Regions from separate parts of the Mus musculus genome. Here region 1 is linked to region 2. Evidence: chromatin contacts called from public Hi-C data. All regions are on one chromosome and are shown on one strand. Each heading gives the region's core, a stretch centred on a gene start, on an enhancer-like site or on the middle of the called end of the contact. The rest is flanking DNA. Distances are from core to core; before and after follow the strand shown.

Region 1 (5,308 bases), core at 890-3,389, 790 kb before region 2:
TGACCCAGGACCACCATTCTCTCTTGCCCTCTTGCTGCTGTGACCCTTTGGAACAGGTGTGGCTGCGGTGCCCATTGTCCTGCCAGACCATGTTCACAAGCCTTGAAGGCCTTACTCTTCAGCCTGTGCTGCCCCATCTGTCCAGGCAGAGATATCTGGCCTCCCAAGGGTGTATGCTCCCAGGGTATTAATCACAGTGTCTCCAGATGATGTTCTGAGGGGTGAGCACAGCTCTGCTCAGCACATCTAAAGCCTGGAGCACGAGTGAAGCCTCCAACTGGCTTACTCTGCACTTCCAATGTGCCAGTGGCCTTCATTTACAGCTGTCTCTGCTGCTATCAGAGTCTGTGCTGCTGCAGCCTGGCTGCCTGGGGACAAGCAGCCCTGCCTGCCAACACAGGCCCTTGACCTTGGATGCCTCCAGCTTGCCCTTTTTTCCTCTGCACCCAGCCCTGCTAGAGACCCTGTGTCCTCAGAGGCACCCATAATGGAGCCCATGGTGAAGGCTCACTGGAGGACACACCACCAACATCACCATCTCCAGAGCCCCTCCCAGGCTCTGCCTACTCCAGGGATGCCCTGGCTGACCCTTTGTGGCTAAGGTTCTGGGAATGGGCTGAGTCATGTGCATTTCCTTTGTGTCTTTTGCTCAGCTGCCACCAGGCTCATCCTGACCACAGTGCCAAGCTGTGGCCTGCTCTGGGTCTGTGAGTTCCACACTGTGGGCCACATACAGGTCAAGCATGCAACCCTCTGCTTGCCATGCAGTGTTTCATGCAGCATTGCTCCAAGGACCTAGCCTTTGGGGCATAGGTTCTGACAGTGTCGGGAAGAGTTGCAGGGCTTTGATCTTGGTCTTTCCATTCAACTTCTCAACTAATGTCTTGTTCCAAGCACTAGGTGGGACCCATTTCTGTTTTCTCTCCCTGCTAATTGTAAGTAGGAAATGGAGGGGCCCAGGCTGTCTGCCTTCTGTGGAGTAGATGTGCCCCTGTGGCACCCATGTACTCTCGTAGTGCTGAGCAGACATCTGTGTCTCCTGGGAGCACTGCTTCCTTCTTGCTGGTTCTAAAGGAGACCTGCCATCAGGGGCTGAGTCAAGACACAGACCTGATCAGTGCTATCTAGCTACTAGCCCCAGGCTGATGGCATATTAGCTCCTAGTGGCCAACAGGCTACCCAGATGCACATGGAAGTCACTCTTAATGTGTTTTACTCCTAGTACCCACCCTGGGCAGCTCTTCCTCTGGGAGCAGTTAGGTTCCATCCATGGCAGAGGAGGCCACAGTAGTGTAGCCCAGGGCTGTCCTAGGAAACATGTTCTATGAGTGGGAAACAGTGGGGCCATAGCAGAGAGTCTCCAAGTAACCTCCAATCAGATGCTCCCTCCTGTAGAACTGCTAGCCTCTGAATTCTCAGTCCCAAGAGGTGAGTATTGGCCTGAGTGATCCACTGTGTGGGGAAGGTCAGTGCTGGAGCGGGCTACAGCTAGCTGGTCCTCACAGCCCCAACTGTCCTTTGCCTAGAGCTCTAGCCTCTTTTATGTGTGACAGAGTTAGAGGTGAAAGAAGTAACCCCTGGAACCCCTGCCTATACCTGACCCAATTATAGCTATTGGGCACCTGCAAACCATGTTTTGTCATCCAGGTATGGACAGCTAAGTGCCAGCTACTCTTATACTGTCAAACTGCCTGGTCTTTGAGGGTGGTGGTGATCGGGGGTTAGAGGAAGGGCCTTTATGGGAATGGAGGCTGCCTTATGTAGCCCCTTCTATGACAACCTCCTACAGAAGACAGGCTTGGCAGTTTTATCTGCAGAAACTACTATGCTCACTGGCTGCTGCCCCTGATCTCTTCTCTCCTCTAGACCCTGTCCTGGAGAGTGAGATCACCCAGTACACTCTCACAAACAGGGAGGCCAGGGCTAAGTAGTTTGTAGGGTCAGCCCAATCTGCTATCTTGGGGCAAGCGGAGCAAGGGACCTCCTCTCTTAGGTTGGGCAAAACTGGGCAGCCCCCTGCCTCCGGGCAGCTAGGGCGCGTGCCGGCCTTGGCATACAGCCTGGATAGCCCAGACATCCTCTTCAGCAACCCGCCTGCCCTCGGTCTGGATAATGGCCCCATTGTTGGCTCAGGGCTGGACGGACAGCTGACCTGGCCAGGCTGTCAGCTGCCTGCCCACCCGCCCTGCAGCAGTTGGCCAGGGCCTTAGAGGTGATTGGAGCCTAGCAGGCAGGCTGGCAAGCCTGGAGGCTTTGGCCTTCCCCACGGGTGACAGCCTCCTCTCCAGCCTGACCAGGTTCCCTCTGTATGGCCTCTCCTGCAGTTCCTGGGATCCATGGGCAGGGTGCTCCTGTCCATTGGAGAGATCAGAGTCTGACCTGGCTTCTCTCTTGGGTCAGCTCAGATTTCAGGTCCATCTTGGCAGATAGGATAGAGACCTGAGGCTTAAGAAGCACAGGCAGGATGGAAAAGACTATGTCACCAAGATAGGGTAAGTGTTGGTGCAGCTTGGGGCTGTGTCCAAGGAGGCTAGGTGGTTCCACCACAGCTTCTAGAGGCATTGTGCTGTTCAGTTATAGAGGATTCTGGTGTCTGGGGAAAAGAATGAGAAACAAGAAGGCAACAGCTGGAGATGGTAAGGATACCCAGGATGCCCCAGTCCATGCCTTCCCATGTTCACCAGTTGCCCAGCTGCTTTGCAAGGGACTGCCAGAGCAGCTGTCTCCAGGTAGGTGGCCCTAGAGTGGACAGCTGTGGGCTAAGCCCTTGGCACGTGGGCTCTGCTGCCATGTCAGTGCTGCCCTGCTGTTATTGCCCTGGCCCTGTGCCTACTCTGCCTTCTAAAGCTCTTGCTCTTGCCCTCCTGGGATGCCCTCCTGGCCAGCTCCCCAATGTTCCAGGGCAGACTGTGTTCCCAGTTACAATCAGGTACCTAGAACTTGGTTCTTCTCACAGGCTCTCTGAGATACAGTTTACTGTCTGTGTGGTCTGATGAAGCTGGCTGTACTTTAGTGACTCTAGCTTGGTGGGATACAGCATGACTTGGGGACCATCATTCCAGTCAGGTGTTCCCCTCATGTTTGCACCTGGGGACCCCATCAAATGCATATATCCACAGTAACCACCATTACGTAGGTATATACAATGGGGACCCCCTTCACACATGTATTTATACAGAGACCCTGTTACATATGCTTGGGGGGCTCCATTACATACATGTATAGACAGGGTCACATCACACACATATATCCTGGGGGAATTTTATCATCTGGCAACTCCATCAAACAGGTATATACAGAGACTTCATCATATGTGTGTATATAGGGTCTCCACTACATGTGCTTGCATAGGTCCTATCAAACACATGTACATGGGGACCTCATCATACATGTGTGCACATGGATCATATCCTACATGTGTATAGTTTCCCCTTCATACATATGCCCTTAAGGACTGTGTGATGCATTGTCCTGGGGACTATCTATACATGTATATAGGAACCCATTATATACGTACGAATGGAGAGCCCATCACGTGTTCACAGGCTTTACTACACATGTCCATGTGCTCACACACTCATCATGTGTATACAAAGGAACATCACATATTCAGAGACTAGCACATGTATGTACATACATATGCCCCATTATACATGGGTATGCAGAGGCCACATCATCACACATATGTACACACAGGGTCCTATCACATGTATACACTGAGACCCCGTTCACACATATGCACATTGAGGCCCTATCACATATGTGCACAGTAATCCCATCATCACATGTGAGGTCTATGGCCCTTGTCCCAAGTGTGTACACAGGAGCCCCATCAACTGGTGTGTGCACAAAAACTTGTCATGGATACATCCATTGCACATATGATCATAGGGACACTATATGTATACATATAGGAACCTGTTCCATGTGTATACACAGAGATCCCATCATATGTATGCAAAAGAACCTCATTACCCACATGTGCACAGAGACCCCATTAGGAGTGCACTAGGAACTACATCACATGCTATACACCCAGGGAACTGACCCTGTTATATATACACCTAGGGACTCCATCACATACATGTTCACACAGGGACCCCCATCATACATGCACCTAGAGACTCCATCACACAGATGTTGTCACAGGTGTCTTGTATTTACTTTTTCGGAATCTGTGATAAAATACCTACCCTGACAAAAGCAATTTAAAAGGAAAGGGGTTTATTTTTGCTCGCCGTGGGATAGAGTCCATTATAGTAGGGGAGGTCATGGCAGCAGAAAGGCAAGTGGAGCCAGACTGTAAACCTCAGGGTCCACCCCAAGTGATGCACTTTTTAACGAGACTCCCACATCTGAAAGATTCTGCAACCTCTCTCTACAGTGGCAGCAGCTGGGAATGAAGTATTTAAACACATGAGCCTATGGCAGGCATTTCATATTCAAAACATAAACTCCATCATCACATATGTACCCAGAGACACTGTGACACTGATGTGCACAAAGGTCCTGTCAGGCCTGAGCATGGCTTGGCTCAATGCAGAGTACTGCAACACACTCATGTCTATAACCTCCCTGATGCCCACAATTCCCCTAGCTGAGGAATGGTATCCACGCTCTGCCAGTGGTCCCTCCCTGGAGTTAGCCTCTACTGGGCTGTGTCCCTAGGACCTGGTTGTGCATGTGGACCATTGCTGGGCAGGTGGATGGACAGCTGAACTCACAAGCCCCCAACTGCAGCTGTTGAGACCACCTGTCCCAGTCAATTAAGCTGGCAGGCTGGGGGCAGGGCCTCCTGAGCCTGGATGGCCTGTGATCCTTTCCTTATGGACTCTGCTCTCTGCTCTGGCCTGTCCTTTTCCTGCATACCTGGAGCTAGTGTGTCTACCCAGTCTGGGAAGGGTGGTGGCAGGCAAGATAGGGCTGGGGGTTACATGGTCATTGTGGCAGGAGGAAACTCCCCTGGTCTCTGTCCAGGGCACCCTGTATGCAAGGCTACCACCCAGGAGTGACGAGGATGGGATCTTTCTGGGATGTGGATGTGGGTGAAGCCTAGGGTGTGGGGGAGTAGAGTCATGGCTGTGGTCTTGGAGGCTTGTAAGACATTGGTCTAGAGTTCTCGGTCCCCTGCCCACTGAACAGGCTTGTTTCCTGGCACCTGTCTCAGGCAAGCTTTTCTGTCTCTGTCACCGTGGGGGGAGGTGGAAGCATGATTCATTCCCATTTCAGGAGTAGGAAAACAGATACATCTAAGCCAATTTTGGCCTAGGTGGTGTGAGTCCAGCCTTGTCTCTGGCTGCATGCTCCC
Region 2 (4,932 bases), core at 491-2,990:
TTCCCACTCTGCCTGCAGAGCGCTTGCTGCTCTTTTATCCTTGTGGACAGACTGTCACCTGCTGGTCACAGCGCTCCTCTTCCCCCTCCTTCTTCCTGAGTCAGGGTTTGGTTAATCCTTTGCTTTCACTGACAGGCAATTCACTTACCACCAGAAGAGCAGGTCACATCCCTGACTGAGAATAAGCCAAAGTAGGCTGGACACTTCTCTGTTGATTCGCACATCCAGTAGGCCAGAGCATCACAGGCAGTGAGGGGGCTCCTTCCCCTCTGCAGAGCCGTTCACTAGCAGGGAAGAATGCAGATCACACCTCACAGTGAGGTGGGAATTGAAATAAATCTATGTTACAGTTTTTCTGTGATCTGCTCCCCTCAGGATCGTATGTGTTAAGACTTGGTCCCCGGCTGCTGGCACTGTTTTAGGAGACTATGTCACTTTTAGGTGGGAGGGTCTCTGGCGGAGGAGACCTCCAGTTTATGGCCCATCCTGCTTTTAGTCTGTTTCCTGGTCTGCCTACACATGACAGAGCAAGACACTGTTCACTCCCACCACCATGAAGCCACCAGCATGATGGACTATGTTCCCTGAAACTCTGAGCTCAGGAAAAAAATCCTTCCTCCTTAAGATACTTCTTGTCAGGTGTTCAGTCACATCGATGACAACAATGGCACAGAACAGAAACTGAATAAAGTAGAAATCAGCACAACAGAGGCAAGGCTCATCTTACAGAAGTCAGTGGGAAATGTCCTCAATACCATTTCTGTAGGGCTGGCTTGGCTCGGTAGTGGGTACCACTCTTCCAGAGTTCAGTTCCTAGTACCCAAGTGAGGCAGCTCACAGTTGCTTATCACTCCAGGGGACCTGACATCCTCTTCTGGCTCCTGTGGGCACTACACACACACACACACACACACACACACACACACTCCCAGAGAGAGAGAGAGACTCACAGAGAGACAGACAGACAGACAGACAGACAGACAGACAGACAGACAGATGGATGCAAGAGAGACAGAGAGAATTTAAAATGAAAAAAATAAATCTAAAAAAAAATTAAATAGTAATACTATTCCTATAATGAAACCCAGCAAGTCAGCATTTCACTGAAAATCAGTGGAAAACAGTGTACAGTCTCCCCAAACACTCTTCCCACTTTTCCAATCACTTTAAGAATAACACCTAGCCGGGTGTGGTGGCGCACACCTTTAATCCCAGCACTCGGGAGGCAAAGGCAGGCGGATTTCTGAGTTCTAGGCCAGCCTGGTCTACAAAGTGAGTTCCAGGACAGCCAGAGCTATACAGAGAAACCCTGTCTCAAAAAACCAAAAAAAAAAAAAAAAAAAGAATAACACCTAGATGAAAATGGTCCCTGATGTTTCCACTGAAGTACTTTCACTGCACAGAGCACGCCCTAAAAAGCATGGGGTGTATCCCAAGGCAGTCTGCCGCATACATGGGCTTCCACTGCCTTCTTTACCTCAAACCTCATGCCCATATCTCATTTACTCCTTGGTATAGCAGAGCCCATTTTCCTATGAGACAGTTTTCTTGAACCACTGGCTGCTGGAGACATGCCACTCAGGCTTGCCTGACTCCTTCAGGGAATATGATACTGCCGCATGTGGTGCATCTATTTTTGGGGAGTACCTGGATTGAAAAGAGCTGACATGGGGTTCTGCCTCCTGTGCCTTTTCCTTGCTAGTGTGATGATATTTCATCCTAAGTAGGTCATCTCAAGTGCCAGCCCCTTTCCTGGTTCTCCAAGCCCTGAGCTTAGAAGAGTACCAAGAGTGACACCAAGAGGATGAACCAAGCTGCCACACCAACCTGTTGGGGGTGGTGACAACCTGGGGTCACACAGAGGGTGTGTGATAGTGCACCTCCTCTCTGAGGGAGAGCCTATCTGCTATCACCTTCCGTTTAAGACTAATACAGTGATTTTATCCCATGTCTGGAATAACAGGCTCCTGGGAACAATGGCAACACACATGTATTTAAAATAAATACAGCATGAGGAAGATGGGGAAGTGAATCCAGAAAAGGCAGCAATGAGAGGTCTGCCTACTTTCATCTAAATGTAGACTCAGGGACCTTCTTCCCAGAAAGACAAAAGAAAACCAGATCTTGAGTGTGGCTGTGCTAAAAAGCACATCCCTGACAGTCCCAGAGAGCAGGAGCAGTTACATCAGCTTGCAGAATGAACCCACAGGATGACTCCAGCTGTGCAGGGCTGCTGTCGGTTGGCCACGCCTCTCCTATTCTTGCTGAGGCAGTGCAAGGCTCCCTCCTGCTGCACCCATACTCCATACCCCCACGGTAGGGCCAGGCATCCTTCCTGCCACTCGGAAGGTGACACAACAGTAGAAGTTACAGAAACTGTACATCTGTCCACAATGCTAACATTTTTTAAAGCTAGTTAAATAATAGCTCAGGGGCTGATGAAGCTGTCCTTGTCACCAAGACTGACAACCCAAATACAATACTTGGAACCCATATAGTGGGACAAGGGTGGTGGGGGAGGAGAGCCAACTACTCACACACATACACACAATAAGTAAATTTTATTTTTTTTAAATTTATGATCAAAGGATAGACAAATACCATTGTGTTCATCTTTAAAACTCAGTGGTGAGCCTATCAGCTTTTAAATTTTTTTTATTTTATTTTCAAGTATGTGTGTTCACGAGCATGTCTGTGTGTGTTCATGTACGGATACAATACCCATACAGTCTAGAAGAGGGCACCACATCTCCTATAGCTCAAATAACAAGCAGTTTTTGTGAGCCCTCCAACTTGCTGCTAGGAACTGAACCTGGGTCCTCTACAAGAGCAGTGGACATACCCTCACTCTTAACTGCTAAGCCATCTCCAGCCCTCAGCTGCAAACTCTTAAACATTCCAAACGAGTCTTGAGTTAAAACAGTATCCAACTTTGAAATGGCAGAGTATGGAGTTCAGAGTCATCCCAGAAACCCTGTAAATGGAGGTAGAGCACGCAGAAGAGACGCTTGAAGGCATATTTGAAAAGACAGGGACAGCACTGGATTCAGCACCCGGATCAGAGGACAGGGAAGGAGCGGGAAGGAGCTCCGAAGAGCACCAGAGAAACTCTCAGAAACAGTTTTCAACTTGGCGCAAAGGACTCTGTCACACTTTTGAAAGTTCTTGATTTGAGGTCAGAAGTCCAACGTGACTTCCTGCTTTCCATGAGGCTAGTATAGTCACTGGGATTTCAAAAGATAATAAAGCCTCCCCAGCTCCCAAGATTGGCAAGTATATCTAATTAGTGTCTAATTAGGGTCGCTGCTAAGCTGTAAACCCTTTCCAATTTGACCTAGAATTGTAGCATATAAATTTCATCAAGGTCATACTGATTCTTTTTTTCTGTACTGGGGATTGAACCGAGGGCCTGATGCATGCCAGGCCCTGCTCTACCACTGAGCTATTATATCACCAACCCTCTTTTTCTTCCCCAACTTTTTATTTGGAGACAGGGCCCCACTAAATTGACTTCTCTTTTTGCTCTATCTGAAATACTGTTAGAGAAATGTAAGAGTCAGGCCATTTCCCTCACCTATACTTCAGCAGACATCTTTTACTGGGTGGCTGGGTTAGCCCTGCCCCCACCCTGCCTCGTCCCCATGCTGCTGTATTACCTAACGATCCTACTGCCTTGTCACACCAGATCCCAGGTGGCATCAGGAAGCCTCTCTGACAGTTCTTTCCCATCTCCATCCCGCTGTTTGTCCTTCTGCGGTAAAATCTGAATTCAGTTGTGTTCTGGGCAGGTACACGCCCTCTGTAATCTCTGCTCTATTGAGATTTTCTCTCGCCCCAAGCCATGGTTCATTAATGCACACACTCTAGAATTTTTGGGTGGATGCGTACTTTTACTTGTTTGACACAGGGTTCCGTGTTTCTGTGATTAAACTCACTGATCATACTATCTAGCTCACTCAAAGCAGTGTTCCACTAGGCAAGTTGATTAGCTTGTCTGCACCCATTGCCTTCCCCATGAATGATGAAACCAGTGAATGTTTCTCAAATGGTTATACAAAGGACCAGGTCATTATCTCAACAGCTAATTACCAACTAGTGCCCATTAACGTCGTCTTTTTATTGACACCAGGCAAACTTGCACAATTGAAAGTGTTTGTCCTTCTATTAACAATCATATGTTATTGTTTTGTTTTTTAATTTTTTAATACAAGGTCTTGCTCTGCCCGGGCTAGTACTGAATGTATGGGCTGCAATGATCTCCCACCTCACCCTCTGTACCACTGTGCCTTGGGTAGCTTTATGTCAGTTTGACTCAAGCTTAAGTTATCTGAAAAGAAGAAATCTTAACTGGGAAAATGCCTCCATGAGATCTGGCATTTCCTTAAGTGACTGGTGTGGGAGGGCCCAGCCCATTGTGGGTGGTACCATCCCTGAGCTGGTGGTTCCAAGTTCTATAAGAAAGCAGGCTGAGCAAGCCATGGGGAGCAAGCCAGTAAGCAGCACCCCTCCATGGCCTCTGCATCAGCTCCTGCCTCCAGGTTCCTGCCCTGTTTAAGTTCCTGTCCTGACTTCCTTCAATGATGAATAGTAATATGGAAATGTAAGCCAAGCAAACCCTTCCTCCCAACCTGCTTTTGGGTCCTGGTGTTTCATTGTAAGACTAAGACACAATGATTCCAGCTTCTTATTATTCTTTCAGCAGGACAACTTTTAAGTTAATTGTTTGAACCAAAAATCCCTCCAGTTTGAAAAATGAGAATCCTTTAGATGTTCTCGTGGTAGTAAGCAAAAAGCATCAGATACATCCCAGAGAGATAAATGGGCGCTCACTAGAGCACAGAAATTCTCTACCCCCAGTGCCTGACAAAACAACCCCCAAGCCTCAAGAAACCCACAGCTCCTGAACCTTTCAGCAACATTAAAGTGGGGAGC

The links. Hi-C and Micro-C count contacts between places; a contact is called where the count stands out from the background.
Region 1: a Hi-C map of cerebellum shows a contact between it and region 2, with 2.7 times the contacts expected there. The contact joins two enhancer-like sites. A contact is called at or near these places in 2 of 484 Hi-C or Micro-C datasets (cerebellar granule neurons and cerebellum).

Annotation. Positions count from the first base shown.
Region 1 is chr6:89,345,467-89,350,774 of GRCm38.p6, reverse strand. All of the region lies in intron 3 of Plxna1 (plexin A1), which reads left to right. Among named protein-coding and RNA genes, the nearest start is that of Gm40415, 13 kb to the left of the region's middle. Within about 2 kb of position 2,139, at least 57 of the 459 cell types and tissues checked have an H3K27ac peak or open chromatin away from gene starts, as enhancers often do. A contact at or near this core is called in cerebellum, where this site is marked.
Region 2 is chr6:88,555,034-88,559,965 of GRCm38.p6, reverse strand. The region is part of intron 5 of Kbtbd12 (kelch repeat and BTB (POZ) domain containing 12); the gene reads left to right. Among named protein-coding and RNA genes, the nearest start is that of Sec61a1, 39 kb to the right of the region's middle. Within about 2 kb of position 1,740, at least 22 of the 459 cell types and tissues checked have an H3K27ac peak or open chromatin away from gene starts, as enhancers often do. A contact at or near this core is called in cerebellum, where this site is marked.